Linked DNA regions of Mus musculus: region 2 is linked to region 1. Evidence: chromatin contacts called from public HiChIP or PLAC-seq data. All regions are on one chromosome and are shown on one strand. The core of a region is the stretch at or near the end of the contact, and the rest is flanking DNA. Distances in the headings are between cores, read along the strand shown.

Region 1 (4,674 bases), core at 873-3,372:
TGGGCAGATGATGTCCAAACCTTTGTGCCTGGGCGTTTGATATTTCCATACTAATTAGTGAAATGGACCAGCAAATTGGCTCAGCAGGTAAAAGAGCTTGCCACACCAGCCTGAAAATTTGAGTTCAACTCCCAGGCTCCTTAGTAGGAGAGAGCTGACTCCTGAAAGTTGTCCTTTGACTTCTACAGAGTCAAATGCCTTCAGAGGTCTGGGGAGATGGTTCAGTCATCCAACTACTTACCAGGCAAGCGTGAGGACCTGAGTTCAAACCTCAGGAGCTTACATAATAAAGTGAGCATGGCAGTAGTCACCTCTAACCCCAGCACTGAGAGAGCAGAGTCCTAGAGGTCAACAGATAGTCAGCCTTACCAAACCAGTGGGTTCCAGATTCAGTGATAGACATTATCTCAAAATAAGGGCAACTGAGGAGGACACTCTAGCCCTCTAGCTCCACACGTGTACCACAGATAGTCACACAAATAAATTTCATTACTAGCGAAGCTTTCTCAAGCTCTTTGTTGAAACCCCACCCCCTTCTGGGACTGACATCTGAAAACAAAACAAAACAAAGGGGCAACGTGCAAATGGTAGTGGCACTTTTACACTAAAGAGACAGATTCTCCTCACCAAGAAAAACACCCATCCATACACAGCGAGGTGGCGCTCTGTCCTGCTTTCACTCTCCACAGTAAATTAAAACATGCCAGGGAACCTTCACACCTATGAGGACAGCTGGACAGAGAATGTTAATTTCACTGCGTGTCAGACACAGCCTGTGGCATATTTATAATGGGCTGAGGTGAAACCTCTTGTCTCACTTCATTTCCATATGTAATAAGAGAGGCCTAGCCAATCTCCCACATTGATTGAATAAAATAAATAGCTTTTTGCTACCAAAGAATAAGACTGGGGAAGGAGGGCTCGAGAGATAGCTCAGTGGTTAAGAGCACTGACTGCTCTTCCAGAGGTCCTAAGTTCAATTCCTCGCAACCACATGGTGGCTCACAACCATCTGTAATGAATTCTGATGCCCTCTTCTTGTGTGTCTGAAGACAGCTACTCATACACATATAAATAAATAATTCTTTGGGGGAGAAGAAAAAAGTAGGGAAGGTCCATGGCAGGAACCAGCATGGGTGGCACCAAAAATTCGAACAGAGCAGCCCATGGGGACACCAATGGCTTGTATTTTGCATGGCCTGCACTCTTGGTCTTCCAAAAGTTTTGGGTATGTATCATAGAAACATGATTCATTTTGCTTTAGAAATGCCCTGACAGTGACAGCCAACCAAAGTCATTCTTTCCATTACAAATTTACACAGTTTTCTGCAGGCTGGATGATATTGTGCCTACAGAGTTTGTCTCATGGATCTCACAGGATATCGTAAAAATAATTATTTATGGGCGTACATATAATTTTAATTTGCCCTTGTGAGAAAGGAGAGACATGATTCAGGTGTGCCCTTAACCCCACTCCCTTAATTCCCTAAACCCTTGCCACACCTGTAGTGAGGCCATGGATTCCAGTGTTGAAGGACACATGTCCCCACCTGGCTATCTTAACCTGCAACAGTTCAGTAAATCCCTACAGGTCTCCTAAGATGTGTGTGAGTGTGTGTGTTCCTGTATATTTTTCCTAAGCCACCATTTCCTGGACCCCCAAATTATTATTTTCTCTAGTGATAAGCACATTGTGAGACTCGAGACAAATAGGATACCTAGGCTTAGCATCCACCCTTATATAGCTGGTACCTTCATCCCTGGGTACACTGATGCCCTTCCATTCCACTTCTGTCTTAGGCTTCTGTAATTCTGAACTGGATATAATTGGTATTATTATAAAATCAAACTAGGAACATTGGTGAGTGCTGGAGTTTTGTTGTGGCTGGTGGTTTTCGTGACAGTTGACAACCTCTTGAGGCAGAAAATGCTCCCCACTTCCCATTTTGTTGAGTACACCTCATACTAAATATTCTCAGTAGTGGGATGCTGTTGCTACCCGGGCCACCTGGTGATTGGCATGTCCCAGAGCACTTTCTGGAGCATGTGCACTGCTGCACACTGTACCGTTCACTGGAGGCAGCTGTGTGCAGCACTTGTGAGCACGCCCAGCTGTCTTTTGGCACAGTGAGGACGGACGCTTCCTCGGGATATTGCATAATACGCAGGGGAATCGTTGCTTTCAGTGGATGTTTGGCTTTACTGCGTTCCAGACTGAAGCCTTTCCTGTGTTGCAAAGGAAGGTTCTCTAGTCACTCAAGGAAAGACATAGGAGTTCAGCACAGGGCAAAGCAGGCCACAGTTCGCAGGGAGACACCACCTCCAAGGTAAGGCAGCACAGCATTCATGGAAAACGTGCTGAAACAACTCAAGCAATGTATTTAAATAGTAGAGCCTTCCGAGTGTCTCCTTGGCATGGAGTATGCACCCCAGAGGGAACAATGGAGATTTTGGTTATTGCCAAAAGCTCAGGTGCTAGAGTTCTCCCCAAAGGAAACGACTAGCCCTCTTCTATTAGGTATCCTGTCCTAAGGCATGTGGGACCATTCATTAAGCCAGTATAGCCTACTGAAGGCACCCTGTTGCACACAAAATGCCAGAGGTCTGATTCACCTGTTCAGCATATATAGAGGAATGTTGGGTACAAAGCCAAGAGAAAACCACAAAGGCCCTTGCCCTTGAGGAATGAACAAGCTAGTGAGAGACACAAGCCTGCAGAGTGGATGGCCCTGAAAGCCATAGAGAACTTAACCAGGTAATACAAGACATAGAGGCAGAAGATACAGACCTTCAAGGCCTGAAACAATATTGCTGATGTCCTTTAATATGGCAAGCCTGTATAAGTGGTACAAGAGTTACAATGTGTTATGACACTGGGCAGGAAGGCATGACCCAGGTCACATGAAATTGAGTGCCAAGCTTGGGAATTAGAGTTTATCTTGCAGAGCCTGAGAATCTTAAGTGGAGCAATATAATTAATTATGTTCACATTTTTAGAAAGATCACTCAGGTGGCAAGATGGATGGAACAGAGGGAGGAGGACTTAATCTTGTTAAGATGGTAACTGTTATGGCGGGAGGGAGTGCCACACACCCTTAATCCCAGCACTGGGGAGGCAGAGACAAGCGGAGCTCTGTGTGTTAGTTAGAAACCAGCCTCATCTACAAAGCAAGTTACCAGACAGTCAGGAATGTTACAAAGAAACTCTGTCTCAAAAAAACAACAAACAAACAAAAAGATGGTAACAGTTACAAAGACAAAGAACTACATAAGGTTGAGTGAGCTAGAGACAGGAAATCAGGTAGGAAGATACAACAGTACCTAAAGTGCGACATCAAGGAAGCTCATTAGACACTCTGGGGTCTTTACTCTTACCTGGTCCTTGAGCACAAATAGTTGAGGGCAAAGACTTTGCGACATTTCTCTTTTCTTCCTAGTGGCTAACAGTACCTGGAAACATTTAAAAAGTGTTGGCCAGGCAACAGGAGAGAAAAAGAGTGATCTTAGTTATCTTAAAAAAAAAAACAAAAAACAAAAAAACAGTTTGGACAGAGTGAGCTTGTATGCCTACTTAGGGACTCATGGGAGCCCCGCCCTCACCCACACCCCCAGCATCCTCTCTGCAGGCGGGGTTTCATGAGGACCCTGCTCTCCCACCTGTTACATTATCCCAGTCCTGCACAGTGATGAATTTGTTTTTTTGTTTTGTTTTTTGGTTTTGGTTTTTTTAATCATGTTAAGGAAAGCAGTTTTACAAGTTCAAGTGCAGACACCAGGACACTTTGTATCGGGTTTAAGGTTCAGTGGTGAGATCCGTTATCAACATAGGATTCTGGAGACAGGAGCGTCTCCAGGCATTGACGATTACTGCCGCAGACCCTCTTGGTTCCTTGTCTGCGTGGAACGAGTCTCTGGTGCAGGTGGGCAAGGAGTTGGTGGGAATTGACAGGACTGGACACAAGGGAGTGTGGATCTGAATGTAATTTGTCAAATCGAGCATCAAACTTTTTACACAGAAGAAAATAGGGAAGTTGGGTGACACACTGGCAAGGTACAAAGAGGTTACTGGATTCTTACACAAAACAAAGGAATACAAACATGGAAGGACTGGCAGGAACCAATTGGGGTAAAACTCAATGTTAACAACTGGGATCAAAAACAGCTCCACCTAAGGTCCACTTAATCTTAGAAGCCAGGGGCAAGGGCACGAAGCCCTTGCCATAGTTCCTGCTCTAGTCTATTTATTGTATAGTCCATCTTCCCCTTAGGCCATTATAAATACTTGTGTATGGGTATAACTCAGCTATCTATAGTTCTAAGTATCTACTCCGGTTCCTCTTTAGGTCACAAACTTCCTTCTTCCTAGATAACGGTAAATTTCTGTGTAGGGCAGTGACTTAGCTATACATGCCCAAGGTCAGATCAAAGACTACCTAGAATCTAACTTAGCTATATGTCAAAATATCAATACTTAGGAACACTTGTAATAAAACAATATTGTCGCGTCCCACTCGACCAGCAAGAAAGACGCAACCACCAACCACCGGTTCTTCTTTAAGCAGTTTACTCAAGCAGCTACTTTCTTCAAATCCCCCAGCCTCTCTTGTTACAAGTGTTTTTCTCCACTCCAGCCACAACCACACCCCCACCAATCACCACAGGTCACATCACCTC
Region 2 (4,706 bases), core at 1,092-3,591, 210 kb after region 1:
CTGTCCACAGTGATGGAATTACACAAGTACACCATTCCTGGCTGTCTGCTTTCCTTGCTGAGACTGTGTTATTACAAAGTTCTTAAGATGTCCGTAGAAATCTTTCCTTGTTAACTAGCATTTCTGGTTAGCATCTCTAGCTCTCCTTTGCTGTCTTGGGCCTCTGAACATGAACATGAACTGTAAGTAACAGTAGCTATGAGGAGCCCACCCCTGAGTTCCCAAATCACTCTTTCCAGACATTGCCCCAGGATGCTGCTTCTTTGTATTCAACATTAGGGAGTCCCTATTCTTCTCTTAGGCTAGCTCTATCCTTGTATCCCCAGGGGTTGCCACTCTCAACTAAGTATCCTAAGGCCATAATATCTGATTAGCGCCCAGTGGATTTCAGCACAACAAAAGTGGAGCATGACCTTGGCAAATATTTATTGACTAGATCATGCAGATTTAAGAAAACACCCCCTAGCAATCTTCCGCCAAGTGATGGGCATATATTCTGTCATCTTTGTTTTAGGTGGTGATGCCTGGCTCTAAAACGTCTCCTTTCACGCGAGTGGAAAGGAGTAATGTCAAGGGAACGGTGCCTGCCCTTGCAGTGACCCCTCTGTCTGACCTTTCCTTCTGCCTCTGTCCTGATTGATGGTTTTCCATTTTAAGGCCAGCCCCAGAGGAACTTGCTGATGGTCACGGCTATATATACTCCCTGTTCTTCATTACACAGGGAGGTAGTGATTCCAGATAACTGTGTGCTGGGAGGGTCAGCCTCTAGCACAGCATCCATTGTGCTGTCTTTGAGCCTTAGCTGCCTCACTTTGAACCTCATTTGAGGAGTGTATTGTCACCTGTGTTATGAAAGCAAAGATCTTGCCTTACTTAGCCTTTTCTTAAAAGAGTGTTTTGTCTGCTTTGTATCTGGTGAATTTTCCCCTTAGCTATCAAAGTGGCGTCGCTGTTGTTAGAATTTGGGGTCAGAAGGGAAGGTGTTGGTGATGCAGTTATGTAAACCCGAATCCACAGAGGAGTGGGGTGACTGCCATGTGCTGTCTACAACTGAATACTGGGAAGTGGTTCTGTATTCTTAGTTCCCTGGGCCTTCAGGGATCCTGGGACACTGTGGGGGAAGTGTCTAGTTTAATGTGGACCACTGACCCTGCATATAGGGCTTCTTATCCATGATCTACACACAGGGAATAGATGGTGGGAAGAGAGATGTCTGGGTTGTCTGAAACCCCACCTATTGGGAATGCAGAGGGCAAATGTCTGCTCCCAGATCTTAACCAACCAGGATAAGACCCATTGCCTGGCTTGCCGAGACTCAAAGCCAGGTTGGGCGTTGGCTGGGAAGCCTTTCTGGATCTTTGTAATGCTGATATGTGTAACCATTGTCTGATTGCCCAGGAGTTGTCCCTTTTTCGCTCTTTCTGGGCTGGAATGTGGTGCATTGTGCCTCCTGGTGGCAAGAAGCAGCAACCATCGTGGATGTCTGAAATCTTTCTTTCAAAAAAAATTTTTTTAATCCCCTTTTTATGTCGCTTGTCTCTGTCTACTCTTTTTCCCGCACCGATCTCCCCGCTCCAGTTCCCTAAGTAGTCATGAACAAGGCCTTCAAGTCTGACGAGAAGAGCAATAATATAACCTTTTATTTTGGGGTGGGGAGAGGTGGTTCGCTCCAACAGGCCAGTTGGACCTATCCTAACTGAAGATCCAGCTCATTTATTACTTGTGTCTTTGTAGAGAAACAATCTCAAGATTAACAGAAAAGAAATATTGGGCTGCCTGGATTTTTAATGCAGCTGTTTTATTTGCTATACGCTTGTAACAGGAGGAGAGTGTTGGTGAAGTTTCAACCCAATGTTTAGCTCATTTCTACCACGAAAAGTAGAGAGACCCAAAGGTCAGATATTTCTGCTTTTTAGAAAGTTGTCTCGGTTAAATGCTAAAGATAGTTCGCTTTGTGACAACCCTTTGCAAAAGGCCTGGGATCGCAGAGAGTTGTGGGTCTTTACGCTGACCGGAGTGTAGGAAACGGTTGGCAACATACTATGGGCTTTAAAAAGGAAATGCCGCTTTGCACCTCATCCACCTTTAAAAATGGCGTTAAAAATCGGAGAATTTAATATCTGTGCAGTTATTGCCTTTACATAATTTTAAAAGTTTGAGATGCAGGAGTCGGTGCCAGGGATGAAGTCACCGCTTGGATCAAATATTGATGCTCGGGGTCTGGCTCACCCCAGAGACTTAAAACTTTCTCCTGGGTCGCGACAGACCAGGCACAGAGACCAGCCCTGTAAAATGGGGCACGTGACTTCCCCGGGTGGTGCAGCCAAGTCCGGACAGAGGTGTGGGCTGGCTGGCTGTGGGCGGGGCCTACGGCGTGGGCGGGGCCGTCCTATAATTAGCCAGAGAAGCGCTTCTCCAGTGCGCATTGCTGCACCTCCAGGGCTGGAGAGCTTCCTTGATGCTCTGAGGACTGCATTCCTTTTCATCTCACTGGTTAGCCGGGAGTAGACAGAGGAGAAGGAGACTTCCTGCCGTAAGAGGCCGAAAACTGTAACTAAATATGCTGGGGACTATTACCATCACAGGTAAGACTGGTGACTCTTCTTCCTGCTGATGTGACTCTGGAAGAAGAGTCTCAAGAGGTGAGCCGTGTGGCTGGAATTTTATTAGCTTTCAATTATCTCTCCCTACACTTTCACCGGTGTAGGGAGAGATAATTGAATATGGAGAGCATTCCATAGCCCCTCGGAAACCAATGAACCGCACATTTTATTTTTATTTAAACCAAAATCTTCCTGGAAGCGCTCACGGGACAATGCATCTGGTTGGGAGCCTTATCCGGTCCCCTTAGAGAAGTGGGGGCTGTGCTGTTGAGAGAAGCCACAGCAGCTAGCGAGTTGAATCAGCATCAGATTCACTGTGGATAACCTGCCCTAGTCTAATTTTAAAAGTTCCTATGTCTGAGAAATTGTAAGCGTTCAGTGCTTCCTAGAGCTCATTAAATAAGAACGTTGAGTGAAGTCGTGTATCAGGCTAATATTTTAGTTTAGTTCTGTCATACGTGGTTAGTATTAGCCATAATACTAATACATAATACATAGTTACTAAACCTAAGGGAAGAAATGCCATTTAAGTATTAGTAAAAAAAAAAAAAAAAAAAAAAAAAAAGGTAGTGAAAATAATTATTTTTCCCATGCTTGTTTTCTAGGACTCTACTTGTGTGAGTTGTAATGTTATGCCAACTTCTAGAAGTGGGCAGTCTACGCCAGGCGTTCAGAATGCATTTGCAAATCCACTAACTTGGCGTTTGATAGATAGTCTGAGACTGGCTATATAGGAGAGTGCGTGTTTACGCTCACTTTCCCGTTTACGCTCTTAGAAAATTAAACTCCACTTGCTAACTTACATTTACAAAAGTGGCTCCGATTTAAATATTTAAGATGAATGCTGCCAAATCTGTTGTCTCAAAGTGGGGCGTAGACTTTCCAGGGCTTCCATATTTTTTCTCTGTGTGACTCTTCCCCCCAAAGCCGTGTCTCCCTGTGGAATTTTAAATGACTTCAAAAGTTTAGCAGAGCTAAAAATATCTCTCACTTCCTATAGTTTAGCTTGTTTATGCCGAGGGCTCTTTCATAGTCTGTCCCATCTGTCATGTCTCTAGTCTTTCTACTGCTGGCCAGGGTGGACATTTATGAAACCTACAAATTAAAGACGTTTTAAAAAAATGAATAGCATTCTTCTTCCAAGTTCATTAGGTGTTTTCTTTAAGATTTGTTTGTGATAATGTGTATATGTGTGTGCCAGTCAGTCCGTGTATGAGTACAGGTGCCCTCCAGAGTCAGAGATGTTGGATTCCCCTAGAGCCTATAGTTACAGCTTATAGTTTTAGTTGGGAACTGAACTTCTGGCCTCAGAAAGAGTTGTCTATTCTCTTATTCTCTTAACTGCTGCACCCTCTCTCCAGCCCGAGTCAGGGTGTCTGCATGGATGGATGGATGGATGAACAACACTTTGAATGGGTCCTCTGAGATCTCCCTCTCTCCTGGCATTTTTTTTGTGTGTGTGTGTGTATAAGGTGTTGTGTATTCCATTTTTTATTAATTTGTCTCGTGCTCAGTTTCTTGTGGGAAGGAGGGGGTTCCAGCGGGTAATCCCAGTGGAGCCACAGGCAGAGTATTTAGAAGAACCGTTCAGTTTTTAAGGTACTATTAAGTGGTTGGATCTATGGCTTTCTAGATTATACTTCACACTGTGCATATGGACAGTGTTGCCTGGTTTTATACTTTTTGCCAGTAATCAGAAACTGCACAAGAGACTAGACGTGCTGGTGCAGGATTCAGCACTCGGGGAGGAGGCTAGCTGCGCTCCATGGGTTCAAGACCAGTCTGGTCTATAATAGAGAGGTGTAGGAAGCCTGGTGTGACATGGAGTAACTCTGCCTCAAAAGAAAGGAGGAAATAATGAAAGAATAATGAAAGAAAGAAAGAAAGAGCACAAATCTTTAATGGCAAGGGGTTGGAGGTATAGCTCAGTTGGTAAAATGTTTGCTAGCATGCCTGAATCTGGAAGGAGAATCAGGAATTCAAAGCCTGGCTGGGATTAATGATACCTCATCTCAAAAAAAAAAAAAAAAAAAAAAAAAAAAAGATAAACTAGGGAGAAACAGAAAAGAACTGGGCAGCTACAGGGCAAGCAGCTTCTTCAAA

The links. HiChIP or PLAC-seq counts read pairs in DNA pulled down with a chosen protein or histone mark.
Region 2: a contact with region 1 is called in an H3K27ac HiChIP or PLAC-seq map of the NIH/3T3 cell line, with 5 times the contacts expected there. The contact joins two enhancer-like sites. A contact is called at or near these places in 2 of 15 datasets of contacts at CTCF or cohesin (the NIH/3T3 cell line and large pre-B cells), 3 of 484 Hi-C or Micro-C datasets (the AML12 cell line, brown adipocytes and cerebral cortex), 18 of 115 datasets of contacts at active chromatin or transcription factors (the HPC-7 cell line, the NIH/3T3 cell line, bone marrow-derived macrophages and 10 more) and 3 of 9 other capture datasets (adipose tissue, liver and pancreatic islet).

Annotation. Positions count from the first base shown.
Region 1 is chr10:4,118,764-4,123,437 of GRCm38.p6, forward strand. The region is part of intron 26 of Mthfd1l (methylenetetrahydrofolate dehydrogenase (NADP+ dependent) 1-like); the gene reads left to right. Among named protein-coding and RNA genes, the nearest start is that of Gm25515, 17 kb to the left of the region's middle. Within about 2 kb of position 2,123, at least 102 of the 459 cell types and tissues checked have an H3K27ac peak or open chromatin away from gene starts, as enhancers often do. A contact at or near this core is called in the AML12 cell line, the NIH/3T3 cell line, adipose tissue and 3 more, where this site is marked.
Region 2 is chr10:4,332,125-4,336,830 of GRCm38.p6, forward strand. All of the region lies in intron 2 of Akap12 (A kinase (PRKA) anchor protein (gravin) 12), which reads left to right. Among named protein-coding and RNA genes, the nearest start is that of Gm40592, 24 kb to the left of the region's middle. Within about 2 kb of position 2,342, at least 264 of the 459 cell types and tissues checked have an H3K27ac peak or open chromatin away from gene starts, as enhancers often do. A contact at or near this core is called in the AML12 cell line, the NIH/3T3 cell line, adipose tissue and 3 more, where this site is marked.